Regions from separate parts of the Sus scrofa genome. Here region 2 is linked to region 1. Evidence: chromatin contacts called from public HiChIP or PLAC-seq data. All regions are on one chromosome and are shown on one strand. The core of a region is the stretch at or near the end of the contact, and the rest is flanking DNA. Distances in the headings are between cores, read along the strand shown.

What was found. HiChIP or PLAC-seq counts read pairs in DNA pulled down with a chosen protein or histone mark.
Region 2: a contact with region 1 is called in an H3K27ac HiChIP or PLAC-seq map of alveolar macrophages. The contact joins two enhancer-like sites. A contact is called at or near these places in 2 of 2 datasets of contacts at active chromatin or transcription factors (alveolar macrophages and skeletal muscle).

What each region holds. Positions count from the first base shown.
Region 1 is chr13:51,162,406-51,168,199 of Sscrofa11.1, reverse strand. No RefSeq gene overlaps it. Among named protein-coding and RNA genes, the nearest start is that of FRMD4B, 190 kb to the right of the region's middle. Within about 2 kb of position 3,404, at least 2 of the 83 cell types and tissues checked have an H3K27ac peak or open chromatin away from gene starts, as enhancers often do. A contact at or near this core is called in alveolar macrophages, where this site is marked.
Region 2 is chr13:51,413,841-51,419,634 of Sscrofa11.1, reverse strand. MITF (microphthalmia-associated transcription factor) reads right to left here. Exons shown (of 9, transcript NM_001038001.1): 9 at 385-1,119. The coding sequence ends at 718. Among named protein-coding and RNA genes, the nearest start is that of MITF, 31 kb to the right of the region's middle. Within about 2 kb of position 3,279, at least 2 of the 83 cell types and tissues checked have an H3K27ac peak or open chromatin away from gene starts, as enhancers often do. A contact at or near this core is called in alveolar macrophages, where this site is marked.

The DNA of each region.
Region 1 (5,794 bases), core at 2,155-4,654:
TGGGGTAATGGAACCAAATTGGTGTTTGTAAGAATTGAATAAGGAAATCAGTATAATGCACGTTGCTTTACATTGCCTGGAACGCATCGGAACTATTGGTTAATTTTATATTATTAATAGTGTGAACTGTTGCTGTTGTTCTTATTCCCCTTTTGACCATAACTTAGATTAGGAATCCCCTGATTTTTTTTTTTTTTTTTTTTTTTTTTTTTTTTTTTTTTTTTGCTTTTTAGAGCCACACCTGCAGCACATGGAAGTTCCCAGGCTAGGGGGTTGAATGAGGGCTACACCTGCCGGCTTACACACAGCTCATGACAATGCTGAATGCTTAATCCACTGAGTGAGGCCAGGGACTGAACCCCAATCCTCATGGATACTAGTCAGGTTATTAACCCGATAAGCCACAACAGGAACTCCCTCTAATTTATTTTTGAGGCATAAAAGGAAACAGAACACTTTCTGTTTCTCATGTCAATTCTCTTTTGGTTTATTTTTTTAAGACCTTTTCTTGCAATTATGAAACATATTACACTTTGTAAAATTGCCTAAAAGATAAATGTGTTCTTATACAAATATGATCTTTGTTCCACTTAAAACTTCCTTCTTCAAAGAGGTAACCATTTTAAATTTATTTATTATTTATTTTTTTTCTTTTTTGGCTGCCTCCCTGACTCGGATCTGCCAGAGATCAGATTTGAGTCACAGTCATGGCCTAAGCTGCAACTGCAGCAACACCAGATCCTTAATCCACTGCTCAGGGCCAGGGATTGAACCTGCTTCCCAGTGCTCCGAAGACACTGCTGATCCCATTGTGCCACAGTGGGAACTTCAAAGTAACCATTTATTATGGTAATCATTTCTTCTTTTCTTCTGTTTTTTAACACCTAAATGTGCCACCCTAAGCAATATAGTTTATTTTTGCCTATTTTGAGGCTTTAGATAAAAGATGTATGTACAAGAATTTTCATTGCAATGTTCTTCATTATTTTGAAAAACTGAGTCCACGGCATAGGGGCTATACATAAATTATGATGCATTCTTACAGTTGAATTCTCTGCAAGTATTAAAAACAATGGGAATGAGCTCTATGAGCAAACACAGAAAGTGTCCAAAATAAAATTTACTTGAGAAAAACCACATCACAAATAATATATGTCAATTCTAATTTCATTTAAGAAACCACCTTTGCATGTCTGTGTGTGTGATGATGTATACAGATTAAATGATTAACAGCTATTATTAGAACTCAAAGAGGAATTATAAAGAAATTTCACTTTCATAATCACACATTTTTGTAATGTTTCGTAACAACATATACATACGGCTTTTGAAAGCAAGGGGGAAATGGTTATTTTTTTTTTTTATTTTGTAATTTGCCATTTCAGTCAGTAATTTGCCATTTCAGTCAGTAATAAATAAGGTCAAAGTTTCCAAAAAAAAAAAAATGAATTATAGATTTAACTCTTAGGATTCTCTTTAGTACTTGACATAGGATGTTCTTTTATCCACTCTTCCCAACTATTTCTACCACTAATCGAAAAGCCATGAAAATCAGACAGTGTAAAAAAGCTGAGTCTTAAGTGACTAAAGCATTTATTCCCTTTATCATAGCCCTCTTTTAAAAATTTCACAAATAATATATATTCATTTTAAAAAACTTGGAAAAGACTACAAAAAAAGAAAAAAAAATTATCTATATCTAAATTAACTATATTCAATCTCCTGGGATAGACCATGATATAAAATAATATTTTAAAAAAGAATATATATATATATGGTTGAGTCATTTTGCTATACAACAGAAATTGGCACAGCATTGTAAATCAACTATAATAAATTATCTATAATTGATCCAACAGAGAGAAATGCATTTAGTATTTTCTTGGGCAGCTGTCCGAACTTATTACTAATGTTACTACACACACACACACACACACACACACACACACACAGAGTTCTCTTCTTTTGTAACCAATTTTTCTTTTTTCCTTTTTTTTTTTTTTTTTTTGTCTTTCCTAGGGCCGCATCCACAGCATATGGAGGTTCCCAAGCTAGGGGTCTAATTGGAGCTGTAGCTGCCGGCCTATGCCAGAGCCACAGCAACGCCAGATCCGTGCTGTGTCTATGACCTACACCATAGCTCATGGCAACACCAAATCCTTAACCCACTGAGCGAAACCAGGGATCAAACCCGCAACCTCATGGTTCCTAGTGGGATTCGTTAACCACTGAGCCACGACAGGAACTCCCAATTTTTCTTTATATCAAAAATTTTGAACAGCTTTTCTTATTAAAAATATACTTGGAGTTCTCCTGCGGCACAGTGGGTTAAGGATCTGGTATTGTCGCTGCAGTGGCTGGAGTCACCGCTGTGGCACAAGTTGGATCCCTGGCCCAAGAACATCCATATGCCGTAGGCACAGCCAAAAAATAAAATAAAAATTAAAGTATACTCATCATAATGATTAGGCCTATACATTACTCCATTACATCAAGAGTATTTAAAGAGGTTATGAATAACTCCTGGATTTAGAAGTAAATTTTTATTGGGTTTGCAAGTACCCAAAATGTTTATGAGAAACTGTATGCACAATGTGTTCACGTTTTTCTAGAAAGGGATCCTGTATTCCTTCTCAGTTTCTCCAAGGATCAAGTGATAATTAAAGAAGGGGGGGGGGAGTTGTGTCACTGTATGATATAGCTGTAAAGAGATGGCATGATGTCTAGTCAATTTCTTCTTAATCATTTAGTTTGTATGCAGTTTTTACTGTTACAAGCAGTGCTGTAAGTAAATTTAGGAGTATTCAATTTTACAGTCCAGAAAAATATGAAAGGCACCAAGTACTGCAATATTATTTTATCCTTGTGTTGAAAATCAGGTGAATGTGTTGTAGTTCAAACATCTGCACAGAAAGCATTCTCTTAGAGTCATCAAAGAAGAGATTAGAAACCCCTGGACACTGAAACCCCATGAGCTCAATTACATAAAGCCTATTTTTGGCTGCCAAACTAAGACAGTGATAAGCAGAAGAAAAGCAGAAAATTCAGATGTAAAATGAGGGAGGCAAAGATAGGAACAGGATGGGGGGAGAAAAGGAAATTAGTGCAGTGGACATCAGATTTTAATGGAGTCAGCCTCCCTTCCTTCTTTCCTTCTTTTCTTAAGAGCATCTCCCTTTCGGGAACTGCCCACCTCCATCACAGGTGGTATTGGTACAGCTGTCAATCAATAGGATCCACTCCCTCTGGTCAGAGAGTGAACTGATGACCCAAGCTAGGCCAAAACGCTTCTCTCGCCCTGAAAGCTGAATCTCCTACAGAAATCCCCAGAGGGAAGACCATTGGAGCTGAGTCATCCAACAGCAGCACCCTGCAAAATCAACTTATAACTTCCTTCTGCAGAAGATCCCCTAAGGGCTCCTGGTTTCTGCCCTTCCCCAGACACAAATGTTCAACACTTCCTTCTAGTCTCTAAGCCTCACAAGATTTTTCCAATTAATTCCTTCTTTTTGCTGTAGTTAATGAGAGTCAGTGTCTGTTGTTTGCAAAAACAACAAAGCAAGTCCCAGTACAGTTAGAATTAGACTGATAGTATAGTGAGAACATATGGTCGACCCCTCAATTTTTGTTGTTGTTTAAACACACAACACACACACACAGGCACAGGCCCAATAATGCCAAAATATCTGGCTAAGGTCTCACAACTCTTGGTGAGAGAGGCAGGACCAGACACAGATCTCTCTTCAATAAAATATAAAATCTTAAGGACAGAAATAGTGTCATTTCATGGGGAGCACCCTGCCCCTAAAACAGTGAGGGACACAGCCTAGGTGCCCCTCATTCAATGAATGGTTGCTATTAATGTTGTATAGTTCTTGTTTTCATTTCCTGATTTTTAAAAAAGGAGAGGTGTCCAAGATACACTGTTAAATTAAAAAAGCACTTTGCAAAATGCTATGCATCGTGTGATCCTCTTTTTGTAATCTTAAAATGTACTGTAATATTTATAATTGCATTGTGTAAGAAGTGATCTGGAATTAGGTTCTCCATCCTACCTTTTAAGAGTGGTTATCTCAGAGTTCCTGCTGTGGCATAGCATAAATGAATCTGACTAGGAACCATGACGTTGCAGGTTCAATCCCTGGCCTGGCTCAGTGACTTAAGGATCTAGGGTTGCCATGAGCTGTGGTTGTAGGTTGCAGACCTGGCTCAGATCCTGTGTTGCTATGGCTGTAGCTTTGATTTGACCCCTAGCCTGGGAACCTCCATATGCCGCAGGTGTGGCCCTAAAAAGCACATACACACAAAAAAGAGTGGTTATCTCTGGCAGAAGAAAAGAAATAGAAATAAGCAAGTTTTTAAATATTGCAGTGTCATCTGAATTTTTTTTTACTGTTTAAATATATCCACTTTTGTGATTAGAAAATAATTATTTCACTGAAGGAAAGGGAATGAGGAAAAAGAATGAGAGGAAAGAGGATGAAAAAGACATTAAGATAAGAAGGAAGGGAATGCAGGGGTACAGAAAGGGATGAGAAGGTCGAAGAGCAGTGACACTCCTCATGGAGCCCTGCCATGGATTCCCTGGTAATCATCAGGACTGTTCACCAATATTCAATATTCCTGCTTCTGGGTATGTGGAAAGATAGAACTTCCCACACCCCTGATGTTAGACCTGGCCATGCGTCTTGCTTTGGCCAAAGAAATGTGAATGGAAGCAAGTCATATTACATCCAAGCAGGAGCCTTTAAGGGTCAGTGTGTCACATTCTCCTCCCTTATCTACAGCAGATCTGTGTCTGGTCCTGCCTTTCTCAGTAGACAGTAGAGACTCCTTATGGCCTGGGTCCCTGAGTGAGGATGACAGAACATAGCCTCTCCTCAACCCCAACCCATGGTGGAAATGGAGCCTAAGTGAGAAATAAAGCTGTACTAAAGCCACTGAGATTTAGGGACATCTATTTTTATAACCTCAGCATATCATGGGGTAGATCTACCCCAGGGCTGGAGGATATAACATTGTCTGATAAGTTCTCAGCTATGGACTGAATGTTATTCAGTTCAGAGCAGAGAAGGATTCTCTCAAATTCATATGCTAATACCCCCCAGCTCAAATTCATATGCTGATACCCTACCTCTGTACAGAGGGAGGTATGTTTGAGATGGGGTCTTTGGGAGGTAATTAGGTTTAGGTGAGGTTATGAAGTTGGGGACCTTATGGTGGGATTAGTGCCCTTCTGAGAAGAGACAGAACCCTCTGTCTACCTCTTTCCATTGTATGAGGACACAGCAAGAAGGTGGCCATCTGCAAGCCAGGAAGAGAGTCCTCATCAGAACCCAACCATGCTGGCACCCTGATCTTAGACTTCCCAGCCTCCTCCAGAACTATAAGAAACAACTTTCTCTTGTTTAAGCCATCCATGTATGGTATTTTGTTATGGCAGCCCAAGCTGAGTGTTATAATCTCCTACAGAAAATCAAGGCTTGTGTCAGTGTTAACTGAAAAGCCCAGGACCATTTTTCTAGCATTGTTCACGCTACTCTCTCCTTCACCACTGCCACATCCACCCCATTTTGCTCAGTTTATACAATTCTATTAGAAGTTACCTGAGTATTTCATGATGCTAAGGCAATATTTTTCACTCCCTTTGGTATGAAATCAGCCCTTTTTTCCTCTAAGAAACTTCTTGGACTACTCCATCCACTCAAATAAAGTCTAATCTAGATCTCCTTTCTAAGGGGTCTGGTCCCATCCAGAGTTTGTTATTTTACAGATTTATTCTATTTTTTAAATT
Region 2 (5,794 bases), core at 2,030-4,529, 250 kb before region 1:
ACCCCATGTTTCAGAGCCTTGGTCTAAATCTCCCTTCCATTGCAGCTGCACCTAAGGTATCAGTTATGTCTTCTAACCAGACAATCCACATGAAAATGGTTGCATTTTTTTTTCTTTTATGGAATATACTATTTCTTTAAATAGTTTGCAGTATAAAGACTAAATGATGCTAAAAGGGTACTGTATCTTTAAGGCAGTACCCCTGAATCAATACATTTACAAAACGGAAAAGAGTTAGTATGGATTTCTTTTTCTTCTTTTCTTCCCCATCCCCCTTCTCTCTCTCTCTCTCTCTCTTTTTTTTTTTTTTTTTTTGGTTGCTTTACATTCTTTCAATTAAATTTTACATTTAATTTCCAAGGAAGTCACAGGCATACAAATCGCAAACCAAATTTACCCTGAATAAAAATGGACAGAAATTTCTCAGATGCAAAAATCCTCTTGCTCTGAAAGCCAAAGTCTGGGGTGAATTCAGGTCACAGATACTGTACAAGACTGTACAATACTTTGGAGGCATTTGTAGTTGTAAAATAGAATATACAAGTCTGTTTCACAAAATTCTAAAAATAAAATATATCCTGGGCTATTGATAAAGCATGAAAAAAAATTTTTTTCATATTAAAGGAAAATGATCAAGAAAACCCCTTCAGGTAAATTATTAAATCTGCTAATCAAGAAAGGAAGCAGTTTGTGAGAATGCAGAGCAGGGAGAATTTGCTAGCAAGCATGCTCGGTTTCTTCCATGCTCATACTGCTCCTTCGGCTGCTGGTTTTGGATGCTCCGGGGGACACCGAAGAAAGAAGTGGGTCAGTTATGCCAACAGGAGAAAGAGTATCATCCATGAGGATGTCTTCCAGTTTGGATCCCATTTTCGTGGGGACGCTATAGGCTGGGTTGCCCTCAGACCCGGTTCCGAGGTTGTTGTTGAAGGTGATGGTGCCATCTGTGAGATCCAGGGTGGTTGTACATGTCAGGTCTGCGTGATGCTGGAGGAGGTCTTGGCTGCAGTTCTCCAGGGTAGGTTCCTGCTTGATGATCCGATTCACCAAATCTGGAGAGCAGAGACCCGTGGATGGGATGAGGGAAAGTCCATGAGCTCGAGCCTGCATTTCAAGTTCCTAAAAGCAGAAGAAAAATCCGACACTTAAAGAGGTGGTACATGTTGGAACTGGTATGTGCACACTGAGGGATATGGAATGACTGGCCAGTGGGGACCTGCTGTATGTAGCACAGGGAACTCTACCCCATATTCTGTGATCATCCACGGGGAAAAGAACCTGAAAGAGAATGGATGTATGTACATGGATAACTGAATCACTTTGTCGTAGAGCGGAAATGATCCCAATCATGTAAATCAACTATACATCAATGAAACTTTTAAAAATGAAAAAAATGTTTAAAACATTTAAAAAAAATAAAAACGAAAAAAAAAAGAGGTGGTGCATAGAGGATTTGAGGAGAGTGACACTATTGTACGGATACCATAAAGATAAAGATGGTCACATGTCCTAATGCATTCCCATACTCAAAGGATGCACAACGCCAACAGGGAGTCCTAATGTCAATTAGGGACTTTGAGTGAGAAAGCAGTGTCAATGGAGGTTCATCTCTTGTTAAAATGCAACCCCTCTGGTGGGGGATATTAATATCAGGGAAGGCTATATACATGTGGGAGCAGAAGGTATATGAGAACTCTCCACACCTTCAGCTCAATTTTGCTTTGAACATGAATTTTTTTTTTTTTTTTTTTTTTTTTGTCTTTTTAGGGCTGCATCCGTAGCATATGGAGGTTCCCAGGCTAGGGGTCCAATCGGAGCTTTAGCCACTGACTTATACCAGAGCCACAGCAACGTCAGATCCAAGATGCCCCTGTGACCTACACCACAGCTCACGGCAACACCAGATCCTTAACCCACTGAATGAGGCCAGGGATCAAACCCGAGTCCTCACGGATGCTAGTCGGGTTTGTTAACTGCTAAGCCACAAAGGGAACTCCAAACCTGAAACTGCTTTAAAAGTTAAAGTATTTTTAAAAAGACATACACTTGGAAAATAACAAACTGTTAAAAAAATTTTGGAGAGTTCCCTGGTAGCTCAGCAGGTTAAGGAACTGGTGGTGTCACCATTATGGCACGGTTTCAATCCTGGACAAGGAATTTTAACATGCCATGGGCGTGGTCAAAAACACAAAAACATTTTTAAAAATTAAAAAAATAAAAATGTTTGCTCTTTCAAACTAGTAAATGCCATATCAAAGTACTTAAAAGTATCACTGGGAAAACATGCAATGATTTTCAGCTGGTATACAGATTTGATTATATATTAAATACAGAGATAATCTCTCACAGATGTTCATGTTCACAATGAGGATAAGTTAAAAGATACAGAAATAGAATCTCAAAACATGAGCTGACTAAAAGGAATTATTCAAGAGAGAATATAATTCCACAGTCTAAACTGCAGAGATAGCCAGAGATACGACAACAAATTCCCAGGACACTGGGGATATTTTAAAACCGTAAGGGGAACGCACCCTACTGTAAGAATAATCAAACTCAAGAACAGTTTTAGTTTCAGGATTAGACTGTGCTGTACTCCTTTCCATCACATCATATCAACAGAAAGCCAGGTCTCAGGTAGCTGCTGTGACCAAAAAAACAAAAACAAAAACAAAACCCCAAACCCAAAAATAATCACTGCCTGGAAATCAATGTGGAATGAGAAACAAGGGCGACAGTGTCCAATCTGATCCCAAGGTTACAGAAAGTGTGCAGTGCCCAGTGGGCACACACATCTCATTAGTGCATGACACGGTTATTTCAAAATAAAATAAAAATGCAATTTTCCTTTCAATGTTTTTGTTTTATTCTTTCAAATAGCTACTAAGTTGTTAGGACCTGATAAGAAAAAGGTAGATATTTTTTTATTTTTGGTCTAAGGTGCAGTGAAAAAGTTCCTAAGATACTAAGGGCACCAGGAACAAATAAAGTTTGGGGAGTAAGGGTGAAAGTAATGAGAGTGCCATACAAGGAACTGAAGTTTGAGAAGTATCCTGTAAGCCATCAAGGTAATGGCCGCTGACTGAACTCATCAAGAAAGTCCCCATGTGGAAGATGAACCATCTCTTCCTACACATTCTTCACGTCCTTCCTATCATGGATGGAACTGTGACTAAAACCACAGGTCGCAATCCTAACCTCCAGGATCTCAGAATGGGCCTGTAGATGGAGACAGTGTCTTTAAAGAGGTAGTTAAGTTAAAATGAGATTGCCAGTAGGGGGCCTTCATCCAACATCCATGAGAAGTGATGTCCTCCTAAGAGATGAGGAAACAGAGACACATGGTGGAGAAACCATGGGGATGAGAAAACACAGGGAAAATATGGCAGAGGACAGAGCTGCAGAAAAACCAACCCTGCCCACACCTTGATCTTGGACTGCTAGCATCCAGAACTGTGAGAAAGTAAATCTCCGTTGTGTAAAGTGTCTAGCCTGTGGCATTTGTAATGGTGGCCCTTGGTGCCTAATTCACATCCTGAGAGTCAGAGATGCACCCCAGTTCCTCATTTCAACAACCTTCCTTGTATAGAAATGTATGACTGGGTCACTTTGCTGTAAAGCACAAATAGACACGTTAAAAATCAACTCTATTTTGGAGTTCCCATTGTGGCTCAGTGGTAACAAGCCCGACTAGTATCCATGAACACACCGGTTCGATCCCTGGCCCCACTCAGTGGGTTAAGGATTAAGTGTTGCTGTGAGCTGTGGTGTAGGTCAAAGACACTGCTTGGATCTGGCATGGTTGGAAGCTATAGCTCCAATTTGACCTCTAGCCTGGCAACTTCCACATGCCTTAGATTCAGCCCTGAAAACAAAACAAAACAAAAAACCTATACTTTGATAAAAAATGAAATAAAAGGGAAGTTTCTGTTGCGGTTCAGCCGTAGTGAGCCCGACTAGTACCCATGATGATGCAGGTTTGATTCCTGGCCTGGCTTAGTGAGTTAAGAATCTGGCATTGAGCTGTGGTATAGGTTGCAGATGCATCTTGGATCCTGTGTTGCTGTGGCTGTGGCTGGCAACTGTAGCTCTGATTCAACCTTCTAGCTTGGGTACTTCCATTTGCTGCAGGTTCGGCCCTACAAAGCAAAATGAATGAATGAATAAAATTTAATTAAATAAAAAAACCAAACACCTTCCCAACAAGCTGTTTCCCTTTTCCCTTTTCAATTATCCCCAGACACACCAGAGAATGAACCGGAAAGACCCCAATTGATCCCAAAAGCATTTAGCTTCTACTCGCCAATGCCATCTTTCTGTTTGTGCTGCAATAAAAAGAACAAAATATACAGTGGAAGCAAGTCACCTTGCTTTGTGAGAGAGGAGAAAGTATTCTGTAGTAGGATACAACCTCTCAACCTCTCCCACAAGCCTAGAAACACATGCTTCTGAAAAGTCATGTTTAGCCTGAATTAAAAGCTGTTTGATCTGCAAGGCCTTCCTTTAGCTGCCGTGCCAGTGAGAGACAGGCGCCTGAGATGTCATACACAGATCTGCATGTTCCTTCACAATCTCTGGACACACCAGTTTCCTCGGGCATCATTTTAAAGCCCTGGGCGGCTTAGTAAAATTACACTTCTGATTATATTAAGGCTTCATGCTCTTCCTTCTGTGAACATTTCTGCATGCATCACTTAGAGTGAAAATGAAAGGAACCCCTCAGGCCCATGGTGAAAACATGCACTACTGTAAATCTACACCCACATAATAAGAACAGCATCCCCACACGTGGAGTGTGTCTTAAAAACAAATGTTGGAGTATGAGGCACATATCTGACTCCAATCTTTTGTTGTTTAATTAAAAATGTTTATCAGCTGATTAAAGCATTATTTAAACTGCTAAATAACATGATAAATCTCACCTAGAGCACTCAGGCTCACTGCATGGCAGAGCTTTCCTAATTAATAATGTCATCTGTGATATGGAAACATTCTAAAGGCTCCTTAACTGTTACTGCAGGAAACCCAAGGCAGCCCCATTCTGTAATTTCCAATGCGTGTTTTGTATACTTGTATTTCACAGGAATAAATATGTTTGTAAACTTAAAACCTAGCCTGTGTTTCAAAACAGTTATTATATTTTACTATTTGTAAAAGGAAATAACATATTACTAAAAATTGCTTTTATAAATGGGGATGGATAGATAGACAGACAAACACACCAAGTGCAAGAGACTAAAGACCTATGGTTCTTACTGAAGAGATGGAACATAAGACAAGCAGGAACAGCAAGAAAGCAAGGAAGCAAACAAGCAAACAAGAAAGAAGAAGAGGGGAGGGAGAGAAGAAGGAAGGAAGAGAAAGCAAGAGGGGGAGGGAGGATTTTCCATAATTGATAGCCTCTGTTTCACAACCAAGATTCTAAAATGCATGTCTTAGAGGAGAACCACCTTCTGCCTCTTCGATCAATGGCTCAAGATCACTGCAGTGAAACAAGAGATGTGGCATCTAGAAATGTTGACAGTGTTGTGGGGCATTAAAAAGACTGAAGATCACTATTCCAAGCACATTTCTCAAATAAGTTCAACGTCAAGGAATAACACCTTGGATGGTTTCTAAAGTGCCACACTCTACACTGTTATTCTATAAACAGTTGCACTGGTAACCGATAAAACCACCACTGCTCTGTGGCAAAATGTGGTACTCAAGAAGAAGGTGCGATTTTATTGACCCTTACTGGTTGGTTTCATTCAAAGTCACCAAGTATATTAAAATGGCCCCACCAACTCCTTCA